2 separate regions of the Gossypium arboreum genome follow, and region 1 is linked to region 2. A link is a contact called in public Hi-C data. All regions are on one chromosome and are shown on one strand. The core of a region is the stretch at or near the end of the contact, and the rest is flanking DNA. Distances in the headings are between cores, read along the strand shown. Region 1 holds the start of LOC108466015 (UTP--glucose-1-phosphate uridylyltransferase). Region 2 holds the start of LOC108453740 (conserved oligomeric Golgi complex subunit 2).

Region 1 (6,309 bases), core at 788-3,287, 180 kb before region 2:
ATGTTTTAGTTCTGCAGACATGTATTGCAATGAAAGATTAAATTTGTACGCTTACCAGTCATATATGAACTAATGGACGTTGATTAGGGACTTTCCATCTTGTGTAATGAATGCTTGCATGCGTTAAGGAATAGTAACCCCCTTTCTATTAAATATCCGAAAGTTAAAAGAGAAAAAAAGGGGGTCATATTTGCGTTGTTTCTACATCAGTACCTGCACATATTGATGCGTGGTTCTTTTCTGGAGTTGGTCTTGTTTAAACCAAAAGGACGAAAATTATTTATTTTTAGATGATAAATCGACGAAGCCTAAAAGGCTCAATTTGGGAGTTATATCTGTTGATGTCTTCAAGGAAGTGATAGCTAATTGTAGAGATCCTAGGCATCATCCTCCAAAGGAGAAAAAAAGGGTCCGAGAATCGCAAAAAGACAAAAGGGGGGGAGGGACAACGAGGCGAAATAAAAATATATTTTATTAGCCTGCCTTATTTTATTTGATTATTCGTTAATAAGAAATCTTTCTATTCGAATTTAATTAACTGAAATTGCAATAAAAAATATAATCTCGTCAAATTAGTATATCTACTATTAAATGGATAAATTTAATATTTTATTGTTAAAAAATCAAATAAAATTAAACTTGAATAGAGTTAATTTTACTATTCAATTGTATTAAATTAATATTTTACTATTTAAAATTATTATTTATTGTTTAATTATGCTAATATTTTTAAAATTTTTATAGTTTAGTAAATAAAACATTTTATTTAGAATTCAACTGTAATTAAAAAAAATTTAAAACATTTTTATATAGTAAATATTGTGAATTAATTTTATTTTTAAATAATATAAAGATTAAATTAATTTATTTAATGATAGAAAAATTAATTTGGACCTTGTAAATACTTCAATCAAGGTTCATCCATAGCGATTTGGGCAAGCCGCAGGCGATGGGAATCACATGTTGAAGTTTGATTTTAATTGGGTAAGGCACTCCCTTTCACTCAAACGCACGGGAGGTTGATACCCACGTCGATGTGTTAAGTACGTCGACTTCGAGTACGTAAGACAAGGGATTCCTGGTCTGGCTCAAGGCCTGACCCTGTTGGCCTTTGATCGAAGCCAGGAATTGGGCACGGGCTGATAGGGACTGGCTAGATGGCTGCAATCCATTTACATCAATAAATCCAAAATATTCCCTGGTTTGGAAAAAAAAATTAAGGAATGGAATCATTTTGGAGTTTTTTTCAAAAATAATTTATTATTAAACATAACATATTCATATTTTAAACTTCTAGATCTAGTCTTAAATATAAAATTAATAATAAAAATATTTATGTAGTGATATCATGATTCATAAGCCTTTTTGCCTACATGAAATATAATCAGGGAATATGCCAAACCAAGGGATGAAAAGGTAAAGAAAGATGCCGCGAGTGAGGTGTCTCGTTTTGGTAGAGATGAGCGCCACCCCTTAGTCCACCCCCTCTCATCTCTTACTTTGCTGTGGGCTTCGTATTCGTCCATAGTTCTCCTTTTCTAGAAGCCCAAGCAGAAGTAACTCTAATTTCTCTTTTCTCTTTCAAACTATTCATTCTTCTTTTACAAACCAAGTTTAAGACTTTTTATTACACCTCTCCATTTTCCTTCTTTCCTTTATGGACTTTGAATTTAACTTTCGCTTTGCAATTTTGAAAACAATATTTAAAGGGTTAAATTGAATCATGTTATAAAATAATTTAAAAAAACTGCTTCATTTCATTGCCATTTAATTAAAATTCCAGTCATTTTGTTCATTATTTATAGAGTATTTTATACATTTAAATTATTTAAATAAGTACTAATTAAATAAAAATTAATATCATGCTTAAAATTAAATTATTTTAATATTTCCAATTTGTGATTAATTAATTAAAATAATAATAAACAAGCATAAAATGTCAATTTAATATTTTTATTCAATTAAAAATTAAATTTATAGAGAGACAGAAATGTCATGTCAGGCTATTAATTCCATTGCACTCCATTTTGTATTTTTTTTATTAATTTATATAAAAGTAAAGGGAAAAAAAATGGTTTAGATATAAATTTGTATATATGCGTTATATTTTCATTTCACTTGACGAGCTTAGATAATTTGTTTTGAAGGTGACAAACAACAGCACACCACACAGCAGCGCATTTGTAAGATTCTTTCTCTGTTGTGAATTCAGATTCCTTTCTCCTTTGCTTCGATTTGGTTTTCTTGGATTTTGTGATTCATCGATCCTAATACTATTATTCTATCAAAGTCTTGTTCTTGTTCTTCTTCTAGTTGTTTCCAATGGAAAAGCTGGAACACCTCAAATCTGCCGTCGCTGCTCTTTCTGAAATCAGGTTTGCTTCTTTTCTTTCGTTATTCACTAAGTATTGTGGCGATTACTGAATTAACAGAGAGTAATAGTAAACAAATCTGTGGTTTCTGATTTGTGTCTCAGTGAAAATGAGAAAAACGGATTCATCAACCTTGTCTCCCGCTATCTCAGGTATTATTATTTCAAATCAGTTCTCTTCTATTTGTTTTCCGTTAGATTCAGATCCTGATGCTGAAAGTTAATTTCATTTGATTGAAGTGGAGAAGCTCAGCACATAGAGTGGAGTAAGATCCAGACTCCAACTGATGAAGTGGTTGTTCCTTATGACACCTTGTCTCCCTCTCCTGATGGTAATGATCTTAACCTTATACTTTATCCGGTCAAAATCAAGTATCTTTTGGATTCGATTGATCTCTCCCTATATCTAATTGCAGATCCTGCTGAAACCAAGAAGCTCTTGGACAAACTTGTTGTCTTAAAGCTTAATGGAGGTCTTGGAACCACTATGGGATGTACTGGTCCCAAGTATGCTTCTTAATCCTTCACTTTTACTCTATTATATAGTTTTTCATTCTGCACAAATTCATCTAACTGATTTTTCCTCTCCTTTTTTCCAAAAAAAAACACAGATCCGTCATTGAAGTTCGCAATGGCTTGACTTTTCTTGACCTAATTGTTATTCAGATCGAGGTCATAAGCTGTTGATTTCCTTTCCTCTCCTTTCTTTTTTTTCCTTTTTGTTTTTGTATGATCAGATCAAGCTAACATTTTTTTTATCGGTATTTTGCTCAGAATCTTAATTCTAAATACGGATGTAATGTTCCGTTGGTTCTGATGAACTCATTCAACACCCATGATGACACATTGAAGGTTCCCGCTTTTATGTTACATGTCTGATTACTGATTTATTTTTACCTTTGTTAAACATGGAATTTAACTTCATATAACTCTTCTTCATTGCAGATTGTCGACAAGTACTCAAATTCAAACATTGAGATTCATACTTTCAATCAGGTTGGTGATTTCAATTTTCAGCTTCTTCTGCAGTTTCAATCGAGACTTTAAGACTTGAGAGATATATCCTTTACTTGTATTATCTTTTCTCTGATTTCTCCCCGTACTGGATTTGCATAGAGCCAATATCCTCGTCTGGTTGTTGAAGATTTTGCTCCATTACCAAGCAAAGGCCAGCATGGCAAGGATGGATGGTAAAACTTCTTCCTTATTTACTTCTTTTCACTTTAGTAGTCAATTAGTCATTCTGTTGCAATGAAAGTGCCAGCTTGGCACGGGTAAACTGTAACTTGTAGCTAAAGATGAATCGGAAGTTAAATGACCTGAAGTTCTTTACTTTTATCTGTCGGTTTAATTTTATATGTCTTCAGTATCAGCTTTGAATCACCATAGAAAGTTGTCATTACTTTTGAACTTTGTAGCTTAACTGAAAATTGTAATTCTTTGAAGCTTTGAAGTGGTTCCCCAAGGGATGGATGTATCATAAAGGTTTGTTTAGTTTTAATTCAAGAAAGTACGAGAATACATGTGGCCATAATATTTAGAGTTTCAGAGATTTTAAGGCATTCTAATCTGAGCCATAAGACTTTCTAAAAATGAGCTATAAGATTATAAGAATTTTATGCCAATGATGTACGTTACTCTTATAGTATAAGTTATTCAGAGGACAGTTGAAGAGGTTCAGTAATTTTTATATGAAGTTTAAGATTTTTGTTCAATGATGAATTGTTTCCTTCTATGTTAACATTTTCACTTGATTCTTTATGGATGTAGTGGTTGTTGAAGTCATAGGACTGGTTCATCTAATATTATACCTATAGCTTCTATAATGTTCTATCTGCATTCACTTGGATAGTTTCCTTTTACAACATCTGTATGTTCCTACTGTTTTAGTTATCTACATTTCATGCAGTGGTTGTGTTTGAGAAGCATTCATGGAGATTTTGATGATATTTTTGAATTGCTTATTTGGTGGTAATACTTTTACCGAAACACACTTTTCTGGCTGAAGGTATCCTCCTGGTCATGGTGATGTGTTCCCATCTCTAATGAACAGTGGCAAGCTTGATGCTTTCTTATCACAGGTTGTAGCTGCGATTTGGTGTGGTTTTTTTAATATATAAAAAAAACTTTTGATTTATAAAGGTTCCTTGTTTTGGTAATTTATTTGTGCTTCGTCGTTCATTACAGGGCAAGGAGTATGTCTTCGTTGCAAACTCAGACAATCTGGGTGCTATTGTTGACTTGAGTATCCTCATTCTGGTTTTCAGTGAACTCTGCTTTCTAGTTGTTAGTTACACATACAAGTTTTTTTCTGCCAGTTTTAGTCCTTGACGGGTTGCTCTAGAAATCTTAAACCATTTGGTCCAAAACAAGAATGAATATTGTATGGAGGTACAAAGCGAACTGTAAGCTATGTTATATGGATTTCCTAGCTCTGTGGTTTTGCTATATTACTTCTATTTATGTAGGTTACACCCAAAACCCTAGCTGATGTCAAGGGTGGTACTCTTATTTCTTATGAAGGAAAAGTTCAGGTATGAAATGATCTCTTGTTTGATTTTAGAATTTATATATTTCAAACCTCCTTTTTTTTTTTTTTTTCTCTAAACAGAAGTGTATCCGAGGTTCTAAAGATATGCTCCCTCTCATTCTTATAAGCACCTTAGGTTTTGGAGTATAATTATTGTTTCACATGTTTTTCAATGATGACTTGGTAAACCAACCAAATGTGTATCTGATATCTTTCTAAAACTTCTTTTATGAGATTTTCAAGTTGTATTGTATGAGTTCTACTCTAATCTCCTTATGATTATTGAATAAAACTTGGTATGATTTCTGCAACAAAGAGGCTTATTGCAGTTATCAGAATTGATTAACACCCTTTCATTTTCTTCTGTGATTCAGCTCCTTGAAATTGCTCAAGTCCCTGATGAACATGTGAGTAATCTATTTCTCCATCTTTGTTTTTCTATTCGTTCTTCTACCTTGATTTTATTTAAACTCTATTAATTGAACAAAGACCACCTGGTTTTAATATTAGAAATTTGATCATGGTTCAAAGGGCAATTGGACTGCTATGTGGTGCTTGGGTTTACCATGATAAGCTACATCTAATTGTATTGGGGATGTTATTAACTGTCTGTAGATTTTATAAACCAACCCCAAAGCCTTCTTATCTTTGTTCATCCCGTCAAAACTTCAAAATAACTAGTTCTTTGTGAATTTGGTACAACCGTTTTCTTACCCTGATACCAATTGGCCTCTAAATTTCTTTTTCTACGAGGACATGAGGTTCACTGCTTGAAACTGCCAAGGCTAAACAACTAGACAACTGTAAATGCCATACATTGAAAAACTAATGAAGATAACATTCGGAAGCTTTATGGTTGAGGCTGACATGATTCTCTCTTTTGTAACAGGTCAATGAGTTCAAGTCTATAGAAAAGTTTAAAATTTTCAATACAAACAATTTGTAAGTCATATTGCCTTAAACATGCTAGAACTGTCCATTTGGGTTAGTACTAACAGTCAATGTTACAGGTGGGTCAACCTGAATGCTATCAAGAGGCTTGTGGAAGCTGATGCACTCAAGATGGAGATCATTCCAAACCCGAAGGTTTGTATCTCTTTCTTACTATGTCGTCTCTGGTGGATTTCTGATTTCTAAACTATAAAATTGGCTGCAGGAGGTCAATGGAATCAAGGTTCTTCAACTGGAAACTGCAGCTGGTGCAGCAATTAGGGTATAAAATTGGACCAATTATGGTTATGATGTACTAAAATGTAAAAAGATCTGTCTAACCATGTGTTTTCCTTATGTGATTAAGTTCTTTGATCATGCTATTGGTATCAACGTACCTCGATCGCGATTCCTTCCTGTGAAGGCAACTTCAGATTTGCTTCTTGTTCAGGTCCTTTTCTTCTTCCCCTGACATCAC
Region 2 (5,943 bases), core at 3,143-5,642:
TAAGGGTAACAAATCATCCAATGATTTTCCACAGTGCAAAATGCTCTGCTTTACAAGGTCAAGGACTTCAGTGGAACATGAAGATAGAACTCTAAGTACATGATCCAGGTAAGCACCAGAAATTTCCTTGCCCAGACACTTTATGTCATGAATAACCTGCAAACACAAGTGCATTCATACATATGCTGCTCAAAAGTCTGGATCAACAATGATTATGTCTACATTGAACATATAATAGTGCTTAACTTAGAGAATGACATCAAGTTGCAAGTAGAATTAAAAAAAAAAGAGTACATGGTAGAATGCTTAAAGTCCTGTGAACAGCATGATACATAACTCAGCAGATTGACCTTGGGGGGCTGAAAATGGTAGATCCAAAGCAATTGCATAACTACATCTCTTATTTTCTACATTTTAAAGATGAAACTTAGGAATATGTTTTTAGGTTAGAAGAAAGTATTATTACCAGTTTTAATTTCCCTCTGATCTTTCTACATTAGAAAGAATCAAGTGGATATGCGGATAACTAATTATTTCTCTATATTTATCTCTCCATTTAGTTACTCAAACAAAACTGATTATTTGTTCTTCAGTTCTCTAAACTTCAAATTTCAAAATGCAAACATAAAGAACGCCATTGATTAAACCTCTGTGCATTAAATAAGGCTCAGTGAATTTAACTTGGAAACATAATAGAATAAAGGCACGGGCATACATAAACAAAATCGTCTGGAGCAGCTGAAAGAGCCCACTCACATCCAGGGTTGGAGCCAGCACTACCCTTCTTCCGAGCAGCCAATCCAGAAGACAACCAATTTGAGTATCTATTACACGCAAAATACAGTCAAATGATGATGTTCAGTATATCAAGACAACCCAAAAGTATTTGATCCAAGGAATGACCTTGAGAGCAGCTGCAGGGACAAGCGAAGAAACTTGTCAGAACAAGAAAGGACAAGAACTTCTTCATTCCAGCAGGATCTCAAGCTATCCAAGAGGGTAACACTTTGTTTAAGCGTTAGGTTCAGGGAATATTCTTCACCAGAATCTGAATTCTGGACAAGAACAAGACCAGGGGCTGTAAGTGCAGAGTCCAGTGCACCAGCTATTTCTTGAAACCTGAGAGATTGAAAATAAAAGCAGTCATATCTAAGTACTATTTCAAAATTGTTTTAGTACAATAAATATCTAATAATTCCACTCAATACCTTAACGAGAAATAAACACCAACATTCCACTGCTTCATGAATTCAACATAAGAAGGTGCGGCTCGAAATCGGGCAACAGCAGCACTAGTTGGGCAATAGCCTGACAGTGAGATTTTCTTTTAAATATAATAAAATGGGCTATAGTTAAGATACTTTAATTCTTTACCAAAGTCTCCTTTACAAAGATTAATTCTTAGATGCAAAATGAAGGTCAGATTACTACCTTCAAGATAGGCCAAGAAATCTAGGCTTGCTTTGTAGTTTTTGAGGAATTCTTTAGGTCTTCCTGGAGAAAAAGCACCAGGTTTTCCCTTTTGGATGGCTTCAAGGACCTCTTTCAGAATTGAATTTGCCAGGAAGTCAAATACATGTAATCCTGAATTTTCTGAACAAAACAAACAACACAACTTCAATAGCCTTCACATGTAGCAAATTTGAAGTTTGATATGCAAAGACCATGAGAAGACTGAAATAATGCACCAGTTGGACATTAAATTTGAACTGTGAAGCCTATATTCACCAAGTTCATATATATTCTTCTCAGGGAACCAACCTATTTCCAGCGCCAAATGCAATATAACTTGGTCGTAAAGAACCAATGAACTAGATGAAGTACACTATTAATAGAATTGATATGGGATATGTACCTGCAGAAGCAATTTCCAGTAAGAATTTGAAATCATTCTTAACATGTTTCTTAATTTGCTGATAATCATTCTCAAGTTCATCCCCAGATGCCGCAACAACTCCCCCAGAGGATCCATGTGGGATAACATTTTGTATAAATGGAGCCACGATGGTCGTGCGAAAAATTTCTTCTGCATTACCATTGTTATCAACAGCAGCATAAGCACGTAAGCAATTATAAATTGCATTGACATCCCTGTGTTCCAGCCCATCAACAAAACAGTGTCCCAAGCTTGCATTTAATAGTTGGCTAGCACTCTGAATCCTCTTTTCAATATTCTGAATAAAAGGCAGGCTCTGCACTTGCATAATGTAGAAAACAGATATTCCATGAATTTCTACTTCCAAAGAATAAGATTTTGACCTGGGGTTGTTCATGTCACTCTAAGGTACATATCCATAATGCATATGAGACAGAGTTAAGTAAAATTGTCCTGTTGTCAGTAACCACGAAGCAAAATTATACTGATTGTCAACTATTCTCATAAGTCATGAGACTATGATATGAATACTATGTTTATAGCTGATATGAGGCACATAATAGACATAATGCTTGTAAAGCTTTTGATACATAAGTTTATAGTTGAGGAGGATCACACTGCTCTTATGCAAATGCATCCTTCTTCACCAAGGCCTGATGGTATGAGCTAAATGTTTTGCAATACTATTGGCATGATGTTAATGGTGATGTTACGAAGTTTTTGGATTTTCTAGATAAGTGATTTTGATGATATGATTGACCACACTAACATAGTACAAACAAATTCCTAAATGTAAGAATCGGGAGAGGATGTTGGACTCTAAACCAATAAGTTCGTGCAACATTCTTTAGAAGCTTATTCTAAAGTTAATGGTCAACTGTCTTAAGCACATCTTCCAGCAATAAGACAGCAAACCAGAGAATAATTACTTTGCAATGAATTGCCATTATTATCTAAATATGAAAGTAAATTCAGAAAACAAATCCAAAAGGGGATTACATAATTAGATGTGGAATTCTCGGTGGCTAAGGCATAAAATTTGTGACTGAAAAGAAAAAGAGGTACCTGTGCATGAGCAATATAAAAGTTGAGGCGATTCATCTCACTGGCAATTCTCTCCAGAAGCATGCTTTGGGTCTCTCTGAGATTTGTTGTTCCATTCTCAACATGTTGTGAGCTCAAAGCATTACTCTTTTGCATTGAATTGACATCCCCATTTGACCAATCCGAAGATACACTAGGAAGCTCCTTTATAAGCTTTTCGACCTAATAAAGGAGTCTGTTTAACCAATACTCTTGGAAATGGAAATGGAAGGGACTCAATAATAATACTACTGCTATTACCTTAGAAACAACATGAAAAGTGTCCAGCAGCAACTCCAGCACCTCTCTGGCAGCAGCAGCCTCTGCTCTTTGGCTCAGTCCATTCTTCAAAGAAGTAAGCGAACCCTCAACAGCTCCCCTAAAGCCTTGGATCTTGTCACGGAGTTCAAGAAGCGGAGCACGCATACGAAGCACCGCAGAGTCCACATCAACCAGTTTGGTGGAGAGGTTTACAAAGTCAGCGTAATCACGGTTGATGAGATCAATTAGTTCATGGTTGAGAGACGAGAGATGAGCCTGGAGCTCAGATCGGAGGGTGTCAAATGGGACAAAGGTTCGGAGCTCCGCAATGTAGGATTCTGAGTCGAAGTCAGGTGAAAGGAAGAGAGAGGGCTTGAACCACATCGGGTGAGAGTCGAGCGGGTCGGAGAAGAGATCCGTGGCGGATCTAGGGGCTGGAGATGGGATTTGATCCGGCATTTTCACCCTTTAATAGGAATCCAAGTCCAAGTCAGATTTCGATGATCTCAATTCCTCTACTGCAAGCAAACATATCGCCATAAATAATTAAGTATCAATATGCAACTGATTTGATCTTGTTTTTCATTGAAATCAAAATTATGGAGACCAGAAATCATATAGAATCATTATGCCAGTCCAAATGATAAACATGAATTACTTGGAACAGGAAGCAAAGTTCTAAGAGAATATAATTCTATAGATTAATAGCAAGAAAAAGAATAGGCTCACCTATACGATGTCGAGACCGAGAGGAATCTGCAAGGAAATAGAGGGAGGGATGCTGGAACGGCGTCGGATTAAAACAAATGAAGGCGGGGGGGTTGAAAAGAATGAAAGAGAGGGAGGCGGACACCGCCGGTAGAAGTACGGCAGAAAGAGGAGGCGTCAATAGAGGGGAGAGAGGAGGGACAGGTTCAGCAAGAAGAAGAAGAAGAAAATTGAGAGGCAGATCTAGACACCCAACGACGTAGTTTTATCAGAGAACTGAAATAAATGATCATTTCAGTGTAGTGTCAGTCGAGATCTAGCTCAACCTGGACTCGAAATTCTGACTGTTCTAACGATTCGGTTCATATCTATTTTGGAATTTCATTTTCCATATTTTACAGTATTTTGGTTTTGGAAAAGATAATCAAACCAAATTTTTTTTATCAGCTTTGATTTCCTAGCTTTTATTAAATTAGTTTGGTTCTTTAAATAAATTATTAAAAGTTATAAAATAAAATAAAAATTATAAAATTATTGACTAAGTTAATTCGAATATTATTGATATTATTATCTGTATAGAAATAAGTAAGTTTGTTCAATTCACCAACCTAATTGATTTTTTTTATTACATTTCAGAATAGATTGTAATTCAATCAATTCAATTGATAAACCAGTCGATACTCGATCCAATTGATGCGATTGATCGATTCAATCGGATTCTATCAATTCCTTTTGTGCTATTTTCATTAATTTGAAATAAAATATTTATTTTTATACCATAAATATTTATCAATTAAATAAAATTAAAATTTGTTTTTATTATTTTGAATTAAAAATTAAACCAAATAAAATACATTAGGATATGGAATCAAAATTGAATTAAATTTGGTAAGTCTCAAACTCACAAGGTGAGTATGAGATTTTGATATCTGAAATTTTAAACTCAGATTCATATTTAATAATAATGTATATCAATATACACAATATATATGAGGTTTTGATATTTGAAAATTTTAAAATTTCACTAGATGTATTTATTGTGGGCTGATTAATTATGAACAAATGATATCAAAATCTAAGTAGTAGATTTCTTTCTATTCTAATGGTTATAAGATTTCTAAAATTTAATCATGATTTTTAAAAAATTTAATTTTAATAGGTTGGTATTGTTATTTTTTTAATAAAAAATTTATAACTTTTTAAATGCATGAAAGATTCAAGAGAATAGGCTTTGACTAGCAAACGTTTCCCAAATTGTGTTACAACAATATCAAAACAAAGCTTAACCCAAAATGCTTACAACAACATCATATATGTAACGACTTACGGGTTACGGACATCATACACATGGATACAACAAATATAATATAAGTACTGCATTCTACGTATCTAGCTTAACTCAACCTAAACCTTGAAACATATGCACCACAGTATATATATGACGATGATTCAGGTAATGCAAACTAAGCGGCGTGACTTTATTCGGTGAGCTCATCTGATTCATCAGAATCCTCAGCTGTTACTTCTGAATCTTCATCGTCGTCTTCATGAAAACCTTCTTCTATCCTTACAGCTTTACTTCTTGTTATCTTGGTCATTGCTGCAGTCTTGCTTGCCCTTTGTGAGCGAGGACCTATAGTGCCACCATTGCTAGGAACCACAGACTTAACACAGGGAGGTGAATTTTCTTCATCAGAACTAACTTCTTCACGTCTCACTCGTCTCCTTGAACGATTAGGTCTAGCTGAGCATGGCGCTGGGGTTTGTGGAACTGCAGTGGAACCATCAACATCCAAGTTGAATTCCAGCTCCAACTTTCCTGCAAAAAAATATTGGGAAACAACATAGTTAGGTGTTAATGACCAAAAACACTCTCCAAGCCCAACAAATACTAATAACCAAAAGGAAAACGAATATAACAGACCAAAATTGGTATTAGATTTTACATTTTTGTAGGTTGTTTCCAGAAAAGCATTCTTCATACATGAAAGTATGCCTTCTATATGATCAGACAG

The links. Hi-C and Micro-C count contacts between places; a contact is called where the count stands out from the background.
Region 1: a contact with region 2 is called in a Hi-C map of leaf, with 2.4 times the contacts expected there. The contact joins the promoter of LOC108466015 here to the promoter of LOC108453740 in region 2. A contact is called at or near these places in 2 of 5 Hi-C or Micro-C datasets (both in leaf).

The regions. Positions count from the first base shown.
Region 1 is chr11:23,845,445-23,851,753 of ASM2569848v2, reverse strand. It overlaps LOC108466015 (UTP--glucose-1-phosphate uridylyltransferase), which reads left to right and starts at 2,037. Exons shown (of 22, transcript XM_017766389.2): 1 at 2,037-2,183; 2 at 2,291-2,375; 3 at 2,477-2,524; 4 at 2,612-2,703; 5 at 2,788-2,878; 6 at 2,983-3,043; 7 at 3,146-3,223; 8 at 3,317-3,367; 9 at 3,488-3,561; 10 at 4,380-4,452; 11 at 4,559-4,616; 12 at 4,716-4,762; 13 at 4,840-4,905; 14 at 5,276-5,308; 4 more. The coding sequence starts at 2,323.
Region 2 is chr11:23,667,451-23,673,393 of ASM2569848v2, reverse strand. LOC108453740 (conserved oligomeric Golgi complex subunit 2) reads right to left here and starts at 4,392. Exons shown (of 14, transcript XM_017752022.2): 1 at 3,950-4,392; 2 at 3,221-3,738; 3 at 2,942-3,142; 4 at 1,856-2,192; 5 at 1,432-1,593; 6 at 1,209-1,308; 7 at 904-1,119; 8 at 716-824; 9 at 1-156. The coding sequence starts at 3,679. It overlaps LOC108450035, which reads right to left. Exons shown (of 12, transcript XM_017747462.2): 12 at 5,144-5,747. The coding sequence ends at 5,407.